3 separate regions of the Sus scrofa genome follow, and regions 2 and 3 are each linked to region 1. The links are chromatin contacts, called in public Hi-C and promoter capture Hi-C maps. All regions are on one chromosome and are shown on one strand. The core of a region is the stretch at or near the end of the contact, and the rest is flanking DNA. Distances in the headings are between cores, read along the strand shown. Region 1 has its middle 200 kb from the start of GADD45G. Region 2 holds the start of GADD45G (growth arrest and DNA damage inducible gamma). Region 3 has its middle 30 kb from the start of GADD45G.

Region 1 (3,416 bases), core at 530-3,029:
GATCATTGACTAGGTCACCCTCCTCTTATCTGGTCCCTTCCTATCAGGCTACATTTTTGCCGTGAGAAAATTATGCTTGCAGATTTCCTTCAGTAGCTTCATCTTTTTTTTTTTTTTTTTTTTGTCTTTTTGCCTTTTCTAGGGCCGCTTCCCACGGCATATGGAGGTTCCCAGGCTAGGATCAGAGCTGTAGCTGCCGGCCTTCCCCAGAGCCATAGCAATGCGGGATCCGAGCAGCGTCTGCAACCTATGCCACAACTCACGGCAACGCCGGATCCTTAACCCACTGAGCGAGGCCAGGGATTGAACCCGCAACCTCATGATTCCTACTCAGATTTATTAACCACCGAGCCACGATGGGAACTCCCTGTAGCTTCATCTTAAAAAGAAGGCTTCCACAGAAGTTCTTTTTGTGTCTCAGTGGTTAATGAACCCAACTAGGATTCATGAGGATGTGGGTTCGATCCCTGGCCTCACTCAGTGGGTTAAGGCATTGCTGTGGTTGTGGTGTAGGCTAGCAGCTGTAGCTCTGATTAGACCCCTAGCATAGGAACCTCCATATGCCTCGGGTGTGACTCCAAAAAAAGAAAAAAAGGGGGGGCTTCCAAAATGCAGGTCTGATGGACTCAGATGGTCTAAAAATGTGTCTAAGGGCACAAAACTCTACATTCCTTGGCTGTAAAGTTCTATCCACCATAGGACATCCTAAAACAAGCAGGTGCTTCTAGGCTGCCCGTGCACAGAACCCTGTGCACACGTTCTGCTCCAGGCTGGGCTTCTTTTCCTTCTCTAACATGACCTTGGTGGGTTAGTTGCAGGATCAGTATTGATCACCAAGTCCCCTTTGCTCCCAAACTGATGTAACACATCCCAACTGCAAGGGGGCAGGTGCACCATCACTTAATTGCCACCACTCTCATTTTAGTTTTAAAAAATCTCTCTTTGACATCTCATAGTATTAGATATCAGCTATGGAATGTATGACCCAAGATAGACTATCTCATGAAGTAAAAAATAACATCCTACATATTTCAAAGGAGTAGCATTTGCTGTGTCAACCCATGTTCCCGGCGAAATATGGAGAGATGTGCTTTGTCAAAGCTGGTTTGGGCTTTTGAATAATGTACTTCCCACAATGAGCCCTGGTAAGAACATATTGGAGTGTGTGCCTGTTTCACATCTGCACAGGCCGTTCTCATCCAAGGCGGCCAAAGCATTTGGGAAGCATCTTCTTCACTGTGGTCGCAGTGGGAACTCAGGATGGGCTTCCCAGATGAATGAGAAGGATCAGAGTGGCAGTCTCAAGCCTGTGGACTCTGGGCTTGGGGGTGGAGGAAACCAGCAGGACCAGAGTAGAAGCCCAGTGCCACCTTGGCTTCCTGAGTACCCCCCTGTCTCTGCTCGGGCTCCCTGGGGCATCGGGAGGCAGTCAGACTCAGAGAACCAGCTTCACACTGGGTGGAATTGGATTAACATCCAGGCTTGAGTGCAGAGCGTTGTGTGCAAAGCCTGGGTGGTCACTGGGCGCCTCTCCACTGGGCAATGCCAGACTTCCTTTCAAAAGCTCTTTAGGGACCCTGCCTCTTTTTGCAAAGCACAGAGCTATTTTATGTGCCATTTTCAATTTGTCCACGATGCTACTCCAAAGGGCCTGTGCCTTGAGAGGGTGTGCTTGTGAAACAGAAGGAGTCGCCCAGACTGCAGTGCTGGGGACAGCATCTCACTGAACTTTGGAAGCAGGGGCTGGATTGGAGCTGACGACGGGATACTGTTTTCAATTCTCAGCCTGGCTCTGCCTCTGAATGTGGGTGGTGCATCCTATTCCAGGAGGGGCTGAAGGTCAACTTTGATGTTGGCTTTTCAAGAATGGAGAAAATCAAATACAGACGCTTGAAATAACAGCAACTGTGGGGTTCTGGAGTTTTGGAAGAGATGATGCAGAGAAGTCCTGGACCAGACGATCCTTCTTTGTAAGCTGTTTAACATCCCCTCTCCCTCTCCCTTCCTCTCTCTCTCTTCCAGCTTCTCCATTAGACACCTGTCAGGCATCTCTGCTGCCCTAGGGCAGGTGGTGCCATCTGGACAGAACTGAGTAACTGAGATCCCGCTGGCTCAAGCCTCTCACTCATTAGCTTTTGAAACACCCAGCCCATAAAAAAATGAACCACCCCATATCTCAGGGCTTCTCTCCACTTTGGAGACAGACCACCTTCTGCCTATGGAATATGTCTCTCTCTCAGTAAACTCACTTTCACTTTGCTATGGCTTGCTCTTGAATTCTTTCCTCCTTTGTCTCCCCTGGGATCCTGAGGAAGAGGATGCTGGGTACGTGCATGATTCTTGATGGCTACAGGCTTGCCTGTTTACCGTGGTGTCCTAACACTCCAGCCCCACCCTCTCAGGGCGAAAACACTGGACAAGCTTCTGCCTGTTTTGACTCTTAATGTTTTCTCTTCCTGCTTGCTTCTTCTTGGGGAACATGGCTCAGTGGCCATATTGACCTGTGCAGAGACCTTTGCACTGGCTGAGTAGCAAGGGGGCCTTCCCAGGACAGGCATGTGACTCTGTTTCCCATGGGTTGCATCATATTCTGAGGGCACAAGGTAAGCCTGGGAGGCTGAAAGGGGCCAAGTCCCCTGGAAAGAGTCATGCCTTCTGTGTTAATATTCTTTTAAACTCATTCCCAGTTTGCATCAGAAAAAAGGCCTTGCCCCTAAGGGGTGGTGGTCAGTGAGCTTGCAGAGTGTTACTGACCTGCCCAGAAAGTCGTGCCCTCCAAGGTAGTCGCAAAGACTCCTGGATCTTGGGGCATGACTGGGTCTGAGAAGGGTGAACTCAGGGCAAAACGTGGGTGGTGGTCCAGTGGGCAGAAAGTCCTGCCCCTTTCCCCAAAGAGTTGGAATCACCCTCGCACTCATTAGCTTATGAAAATATCCAGCCCATAAAAAAACAAACCACCCCATATCTCAGGGCTGCTCTCGACTTTGGAGACAGATCACCTTCTGCCTATGGAATATGTCTCTCTCTCAATACACCCGCTTTCACTTTGCTATGGCTTGCTCTTGAATTCTTTCCTGCACGAAGCCAAGGACCCTCCTTGGTAGCCCATCCCAGGAACTTACCCCAGACCTGGGACATGAGCACATGAGCATCCTCTCTTGCCCCTTTTCCTGCAACATCGTTACAAAGGAAAAGGAAGAAGATGGTTTTCTCTCCCTCCCCACTTTTCTTTTGACCATAAAAATGTAGCCCACTTAGCTCTTGGGGCAGAGCTCCCTTGCCTGACCACTTGTATCCATCACAAGCACCCCATGCTAATAAATCCACTTCTTACCTCTCACTTTGCCCCTCAGTGAATTCTTTCTGCACTGAGACATAAAGATACAGTGATGTTTTGCGGTTTCACCAGTGAGTGG
Region 2 (3,416 bases), core at 684-3,183, 200 kb before region 1:
CATAGCTGGTTTACAGTCTTCTGTCAGTTTTCCACTGCACAGCAAGGTGACCCAGTCACACATACATGTATACATTCTTTGTCTCACATTATCATGCTCCATCATAAGTGACTAGATATAGTTCTCAGTGCTATAAAAACAGTTTGAGTGTTTAATAATTTAATTAGAGCAATACCTAAGTCTCAATCACTTAAGAAAAAACACTTTATCCAATCAAGGCCCACCATCATTTTAAACACCACCAACAACGAACGAGAAGATACAGTAGCAAATAATCACCGCCTGATGCCGTCTGACTCCCGCTGTTATAAAACGCCTCGGATTTCAGGGATATGAGGTAAGCAAAGACCCAATTCTTGGCATCAGGAAGTGGCCTGCTTTCGCAGCTGTCCTCTGGCAGCTGGCCACCGGGTGGCGCAAAACGCCAGCGCACTCGGCTGTTTTTCTTACCCGTTATCTCCGGTCTTGCACCAGAGCCTGGGCTTCCAGCGAATTCACCCCGGCCCGCAAACAGTCCTGTCCAGTCTCTAAGGCCTCATCTAGAAAAGAGGGGCAATGGAATGCACCGCAGCACTGGTTTCAACGTAGAGCAGAGAGATGCAGACACCAAAAGTGATAAGTTGAGTGAGCGAAGGGTCTTTTCGTTTGTCCCCAACTCCTTCCGGCGTGGGTTTTGCAGCCTTTCTTCTGACTTCTGTTAATACGCAGCTTGGAGGGAGCTCAGCCGACCCTACCAGGGCAGCTCCTTGACCAGGAGGCTGCAGGCCAAGTCACTAGTGGTCAATGCAAGTGTAGGGGAGGGAGGTGGTCAGGATCTTTCCTGCCGGCCTGTAGATGGCGCTCCGGGAAAGATATTCCGAGCCGCGTTCCCCAAGCTCTAGGGGCCTGGAGCCAAGGGGTCCGGGCTGAGCGCAGCCGGCTGTGTAAATGGTGCAGCAGCCAGGTGTTCCTTCCAACTGCCACCGCTGTTCCGCACGTGTGCAAGGACCCGGTGGGGCGGAATTACATGCAAACGTGCCGCTGGTGCAGCAGGGCCTGTGCGGGGGTGGGGGTGGGGAGCCGCGCACCGAGGAGGGCAGGAGCGGCACGCGGCCCCGACCCCCACGCGCCAGGCAGCCCGGCGACCCCCACGAGCGGCAGGGCCCTACCCACCCCACCCAGCGGCAGGTGGACAGTGTCGCTATGAAGAGAAAGCTTCGATTGTCCCTCCCACAAACCGCCACACGCCAGACCTCCGCTATTGTGCGTCCTCCATAGAAATGCAAACGAGCCGCGTGCGCCGGCCGCAATCTGCTCGGGAGCCCCGGCGCCCCGCAGCGCTCTGCAGAGGGCGGGGAGCTCGGGTGGGACTTTCCAGCGCGACGGGGTCGGAGCCTTGATTCTGCAGGGAGAACCTCGCATTCCGGGCCCTAGTGTCAGGTGGAGGGAGCTGCGCCCGGGCCTTTTGCAAGCTTAAAGCCAGGACTGTGTGTTTTTAAGTTCCGCTTTAAAAGCTACTGTCTCATAAACTCCAAATTAAGAGTAAAGAAAAAATAGAAAGGTAACAACAAAAATAAATGCAAAAATAAATTCATTAGATTCTCCAACGGTGCATTTCACAAATTGCAGCGTACTATTAGCTAGCAAGGGTTTGGCTTTTTTTTTTTTTTTAAACTTTTCCCTTTTAAAGACTTAAAAACAAAAAGGCTAGATGAAATCTGCAGGCTCCAGGCTGCCTGGTAACACCCCGACAAAAGCAGCAGATTTGAGGCATTGTCATCCCCCGCACCCCTCCCCACGTGGCCTTCTGGCACGAGCCGCCGGCCGCCGCCTCATTTGCATCAGAAAGCGGGCGCCGGCCAATGGGCGCGCAGGCTTGCGCCAGCTGGCGGCGCCGAAGACCCAGCCTATATAAAGGCGCGCGGCGGGACCCGGGCTCACTCGCTGGCGGTGGGCACGCCGAGCAGAGCTGCGGGCTGATCTCTCTTCGCTCGCGTCCGCTCCGCCCTCTGCTTTTGTGGATAACTTGCTGCTTGCGGATCGCAACATGACTCTGGAAGAAGTTCGCGGCCAGGATACGGTTCCAGAAAGCACGGCCAGGTAAGTCCGCGCTGAGCGCCGAACGTCTCAGGGCTCCGGGATCCTGGTCCTGCCCTGGCCGCGGCTGGTTGGGCGCAGTCTTCGAAACCTTCCGGGGTGGGGGTCCGCTGGGTAGAAGTCAGGCCCAAGTGTTTCCGCTGGGCTGGGGGTGCGGCACTGGGCTGGAGCGCCGGAGTCGGGCGCCGGGGGTGCCTCCCAGGGCTCGGGGGTCCTGGCTCACCCTCCGGCCTGTCCACGCTCATGGCGGTGGCTCCTCCACAGGATGCAGGGCGCCGGGAAAGCACTGCACGAGCTGTTGCTGTCGGCGCAGCGACAGGGCTGCCTCACCGCCGGCGTCTACGAGTCCGCCAAAGTCCTGAATGTGTGAGTATAGACGCGGTCCGGGCGAGGCGGCCGGGGGCGGGCAGAGCGGCAAGGGAGACCGGGGAGAAGGCGGCACGGGGCACCCGGGGCACACCGATCTGACCTCTTCACCTCCTTCTCGCTCGCGCAGGGACCCCGACAACGTGACCTTTTGCGTGCTGGCTGCTGACGAGGAAGACGAGGGCGACATTGCGCTGCAAATTCACTTCACTTTGATCCAGGCGTTCTGCTGTGAGAACGACATCGACATCGTGCGTGTGGGCGATGTACAGCGGCTGGCGGCGATCGTGGGCACCGGTGACGAGGCGGGCACGCCGGGAGACCTGCATTGCATCCTCATTTCGGTGAGTGTCGCCTCCATCCCGATGTCATCCCTGCCCTTGCCAGCGGCCAGCCCGGTTGACCTCTGGACTCTCTTCGCAGAACCCCAATGAGGACGCGTGGAAGGACCCCGCCTTGGAGAAGCTCAGCCTGTTCTGCGAGGAGAGTCGCAGCGTCAACGACTGGGTGCCCAATATCACCCTCCCCGAGTGACAGCCCGGCGGGGGTCTTGGTCTGATCGACGTGGTAACGCCCCGGGGCGCCTAGCGCGGGGCTGGCTCTGTGGATGCGCCCTAGGAGGGCGCCCGAGTGCGGCGTGGAGACTGGCAGGCGCCGGCGCGTGGAGAGCGGCGAGGAGGTGCGGCTCCCTCCCGAGGAGGGGCCCGGCGGCGACAGGGGCAGGCTGGCCCCAGCCCAGGACTCTACAAGTGTGGGGAGCGGTTGCTCGCCCAGGAAGGCCGGAGGCGGGACGTTGGCCGCGCGGCCGGGAAGGACAGACTGGCCGGGCAGGCGTGACTCAGCAGCCTGTGCTCCCGGCAGAAAGGAGGGGAAAGGCAAGGCCAGGAGGCCTGGACTTGTACAGTAACAGAAGCTCTGACGGACTTAGCAGTAGGCACTGCTGTTTCAAAACGGATCCGGGCGATGCTTCGTTT
Region 3 (3,416 bases), core at 494-2,993, 170 kb before region 1:
CAGGGATTGAATCTGTATCCTCAAGGATACCAGTTGGGTTTGTTTCTGCTGAGCCACAACAGGAACTCCCTGGGAGTCCTTCTTTAAAATCAACAACGAATTCATCTCTGATGACCTTAGATACCAATTGGCATTGGTTTTACTTTTTTTGGCCATACACGTGGCCTATGGAAGTTCCTGTGCCAAGGATCAAATCCACCTGAGACCTGTGCCACAGCTGTGGTAATACCAGATCCTTAACCCACTGCGCTGGGCAGGGATCAAAACCATATCTCCACAGCAACCTGAGCCACTGCAGTTGGATTCTTAACCCATTGCACCACGGTGGGAACACCTTGGTGTAGATTTTAGAACAAGAATGAAAGAAATACAAACATCAGGACGCTGATAGATTCCTTCCAAGTTCCCGCAGTTTTCAGCCAGCACTCATTGTTTTATGGGGGTCCAATCCCTCCTTGAAGCTGGCAAAGTCATGCTGGACTTTCTGCCAGTGACTTTGCCAGTGTTGAATCCCCACGGTCTTTCATCACTGCATGACACATGCAAAACCCTCCCTGCGCCCAGGGCTGGGGGCCCACATACCCTGGGGAGAGGACCTCATTTTGGAGGCTGAGGAGGGCTCCTGGCTCCCTGGGTAGAGACCTGGTCACGTGGGCAGCCTCAGGGCTCGTGGCATCAGTGGGCTTTTTGGAGGTAGGGGCCGTCTTCTCCTTCTGGTCAGCTAGCTATCTGGCTGCTAGTTTTCCACTGATTAGCTCCCTTTATCTAAGTAAATCCATGAGACTGATTTTTTTTTGTTTGTTTGTTTTTTAGGGCCGCACCTGCAGCATATGGAGATTCCCATGCCAGGGGTCTAATCGGAGCTACAGCTGCGAGCCTACACCACAGCCACAGCAACGACAGATCTGAGCCTCGCCTGCTGGCTACACCACAGATCACAGCAACGCTGGATCATTAACCCACTGAGTGAGTTCAGGGATGGAACCCACAACCTCATGGTTCCTAGTCGGATTTGTTTCTGCTGCACCACAGTGGGAACTCTGAGACAGATTTTTGTTTTAATCCTCAGATTGTACCAGATCCCATTCATTAAGGGAAATGAGGGCCTTTTCCCCAGCATTTAAAAATACCTTAAAAATACTTTCCTTGAGGAGTTCCCACTGTGGCACAATAGGATTGGCATTGTCTTTGGAGCGCTGGGACACAGGTTCGATCCCCAGCCTGGCACAGTGGGTTAAAAGGAGCCAATATTATTGCATCTGTGGCTCAGGTCAGACCCGATCCCAGGCTTATAAATGCTGTATACCGTGGGGTGGCCACAAAAAAAAAAAAAAGCGCCCCAAACTTTACCCGAGCACTAAGAAACTTGAAGCCAGTTCTGCGTTTGCAGATATTACTCGCTCTCTTTTTTGGGCTCTGCTGTACCTTGTGGCTGACCCCTGTCTTAAGTGGATAGGGGCCTCCAGGGCCTATGTCACCAGATGGCTGGGAGGCCCCTGAGACCGCCAGGGCTTCCTCCCCTTCCTCTGAGTGAGGAGCCTGGCCATCAGGGATGGTCTGTTTGGGTGGATATCAGTGCTTTTGCTGTTGTGACACAGGGTCTGTGGCCTCTGTTGTACTGTGGCCTCAGTACAAGGAGAGGCCTTGGAAGTTGAGCCATTTGTCCTACAGGACACTGTGGGCTAATCCTCAAGCCATCAGCAGCATGGCTAAGTAAACATGAACCTGAACACACCACCTGTGTGCTGTTCTGAAAGTGCCAAGCCACTCCGCTCTGGATCCCAAGGGGACCCGGTTGTGACCATGCCCTGACCCAGAGCCCTGAGTCGGCCTTGTCCTCTCCCAGCTCAGCCGTCACGTGGAGCCTCTCTCTCCATGTGCACCTGCCGACACAGGCCCCTGCAGCCCTTGGCCCTGGTCTGTCGCTGCCTCTGTCCTCTCTCAGGTCACTCAGGAGGGCTGAACTAGATTGCAATCGCACCTCTGCTAAGCTGGAAACCTCACAGGGTAGAGGACAAGACTCAGCACCCACGCAGTTTAAACATCTGCTCCTGCGTTCCAAGCATGTTTGCTTTGGTGCTGTTGCGGGGACAAGCAGTCCCCAGTTTTCCGCTTCTGCCCCTCCCTATTGCAGGCTGGGGCTTCTTGCATTTTGTGCTTCATAGTCCCCACATTCAGGCGCGGCTTCCCTTTGTGTCCCCTCATCCCGTGGCCAGTACTTTGCTGTCTGAGCCTAAGCCACCCTTGGGTGACCCACAGAAACCTGCCTGGGGCTGCTGTGACGTCAGAGCACCTGAGCTGAGGGCCGGCCTCCAGGGGCTGATTGATGCTCCTCCCTCTGCTCCGCCCCCACCCCTGGCCCCAGCCCACTGAGCCAGATCCCATGGAGCCTTCCCCTCCTGGCTCACATCTCAGGTTCTCAGCAACTCCAGCTCCCATGAGACTGGCTGCTTGTCCTGGGCCCTCTGCCTCCTCTTTTCCTGGCAGCTTGTCGCTATCCACATTCCGTGGCACCTGCTGCTTCCTTCCTGAAAGAGACGGTTCTCTTTCTTGCTGCACCCCCCTCCATTAGAAGGCAGACCCTGAGGGCAGGATCTTGTCTTGTTCAGAACAAGGGTCGTGTCTGGGGCAAATGTCTGGTGATCGAATCAAATGCGAGTTGAAGCTGCAGGAGCCTGGCTCACCTTGCCCAGCATTTCATCCTCAAGCTGTGAAGCCCAGGCCCCAAGAGCCCACTGATTTGCCAGAGATGACATTGTGGTCCTGGCAGAGGTGGGCTGAGGGGCTGGGGGGCACACAGGGAGCAGGTTCTCGAGCCAGGCCTCCATCATCAGCCTGGAGCAAGCTATGCCACTTCTCTGTGCCTCAGTTTTCCCATCTGCACTCTGGGGATATAAGAGCAGGTGTAGGAGTTCCCGTCGTGGCACAGCGGAAACCAATCCGATTAGGAACCATGAGGTTGTGGGTTCAATCCCTGGCCTCATTCACTGGGTTAAGGATCTGGTGTTGCCATGAGCTGTGGTGTAGGTTGAAGATGCTGCTCAGATCTGGTGTTGCTGTGGCTGTGGCGTAGACCAGCAGCTGTAGCTCCAATTAGACCCCTAGCTTGGGAACCTCCATATGCTGCAGGTGCGGGCCTAAAAAGCAAAAACAAACAAACAAACAAAAAACAAAAGCAGGTGCACCTCCCAGGATTACTGTGTGGTTTAAAGAGCAAACTGTGGGGAAAGTCCTGGGGACAATGCTGGCCCTTTAGGAGGGACAGAGCAGAGTTCACTGTTGCATTAATCAGAGTGGTTGGTATGCAACCCACAGTGTGGAGAGAAGAAATGATACACAAAGTGGGTACATCCTTGGAGGGATCTGTGAGCGTCTCACAGGTGCTTACTCAGGCCTAGGGGGCTACACAGAGCAGG

The links. Promoter capture Hi-C pulls out the DNA fragments that hold promoters and counts their contacts. Hi-C and Micro-C count contacts between places; a contact is called where the count stands out from the background.
Region 2: a promoter capture Hi-C map of liver shows a contact between it and region 1, with 7 times the contacts expected there. The contact joins the promoter of GADD45G here to the enhancer-like site in region 1. A contact is called at or near these places in 2 of 5 promoter capture datasets (both in liver), 7 of 47 Hi-C or Micro-C datasets (embryonic fibroblasts, epiblast stem cells, fetal liver and 3 more) and 1 of 2 datasets of contacts at active chromatin or transcription factors (skeletal muscle).
Region 3: a Hi-C map of liver shows a contact between it and region 1, with 1.7 times the contacts expected there. The contact joins two enhancer-like sites. A contact is called at or near these places in 4 of 47 Hi-C or Micro-C datasets (heart right ventricle, liver and skeletal muscle) and 1 of 2 datasets of contacts at active chromatin or transcription factors (skeletal muscle).

Annotation. Positions count from the first base shown.
Region 1 is chr14:1,367,757-1,371,172 of Sscrofa11.1, forward strand. No RefSeq gene overlaps it. Among named protein-coding and RNA genes, the nearest start is that of GADD45G, 200 kb to the left of the region's middle. Within about 2 kb of position 1,780, at least 2 of the 83 cell types and tissues checked have an H3K27ac peak or open chromatin away from gene starts, as enhancers often do. A contact at or near this core is called in fetal liver and liver, where this site is marked.
Region 2 is chr14:1,164,067-1,167,482 of Sscrofa11.1, forward strand. GADD45G (growth arrest and DNA damage inducible gamma) reads left to right here and starts at 1,934. Exons shown (of 4, transcript NM_001185129.1): 1 at 1,934-2,079; 2 at 2,341-2,442; 3 at 2,573-2,786; 4 at 2,866-3,416. The coding sequence starts at 2,027. The coding sequence ends at 2,976.
Region 3 is chr14:1,193,803-1,197,218 of Sscrofa11.1, forward strand. No RefSeq gene overlaps it. Among named protein-coding and RNA genes, the nearest start is that of GADD45G, 30 kb to the left of the region's middle. Within about 2 kb of position 1,744, at least 3 of the 83 cell types and tissues checked have an H3K27ac peak or open chromatin away from gene starts, as enhancers often do. A contact at or near this core is called in liver, where this site is marked.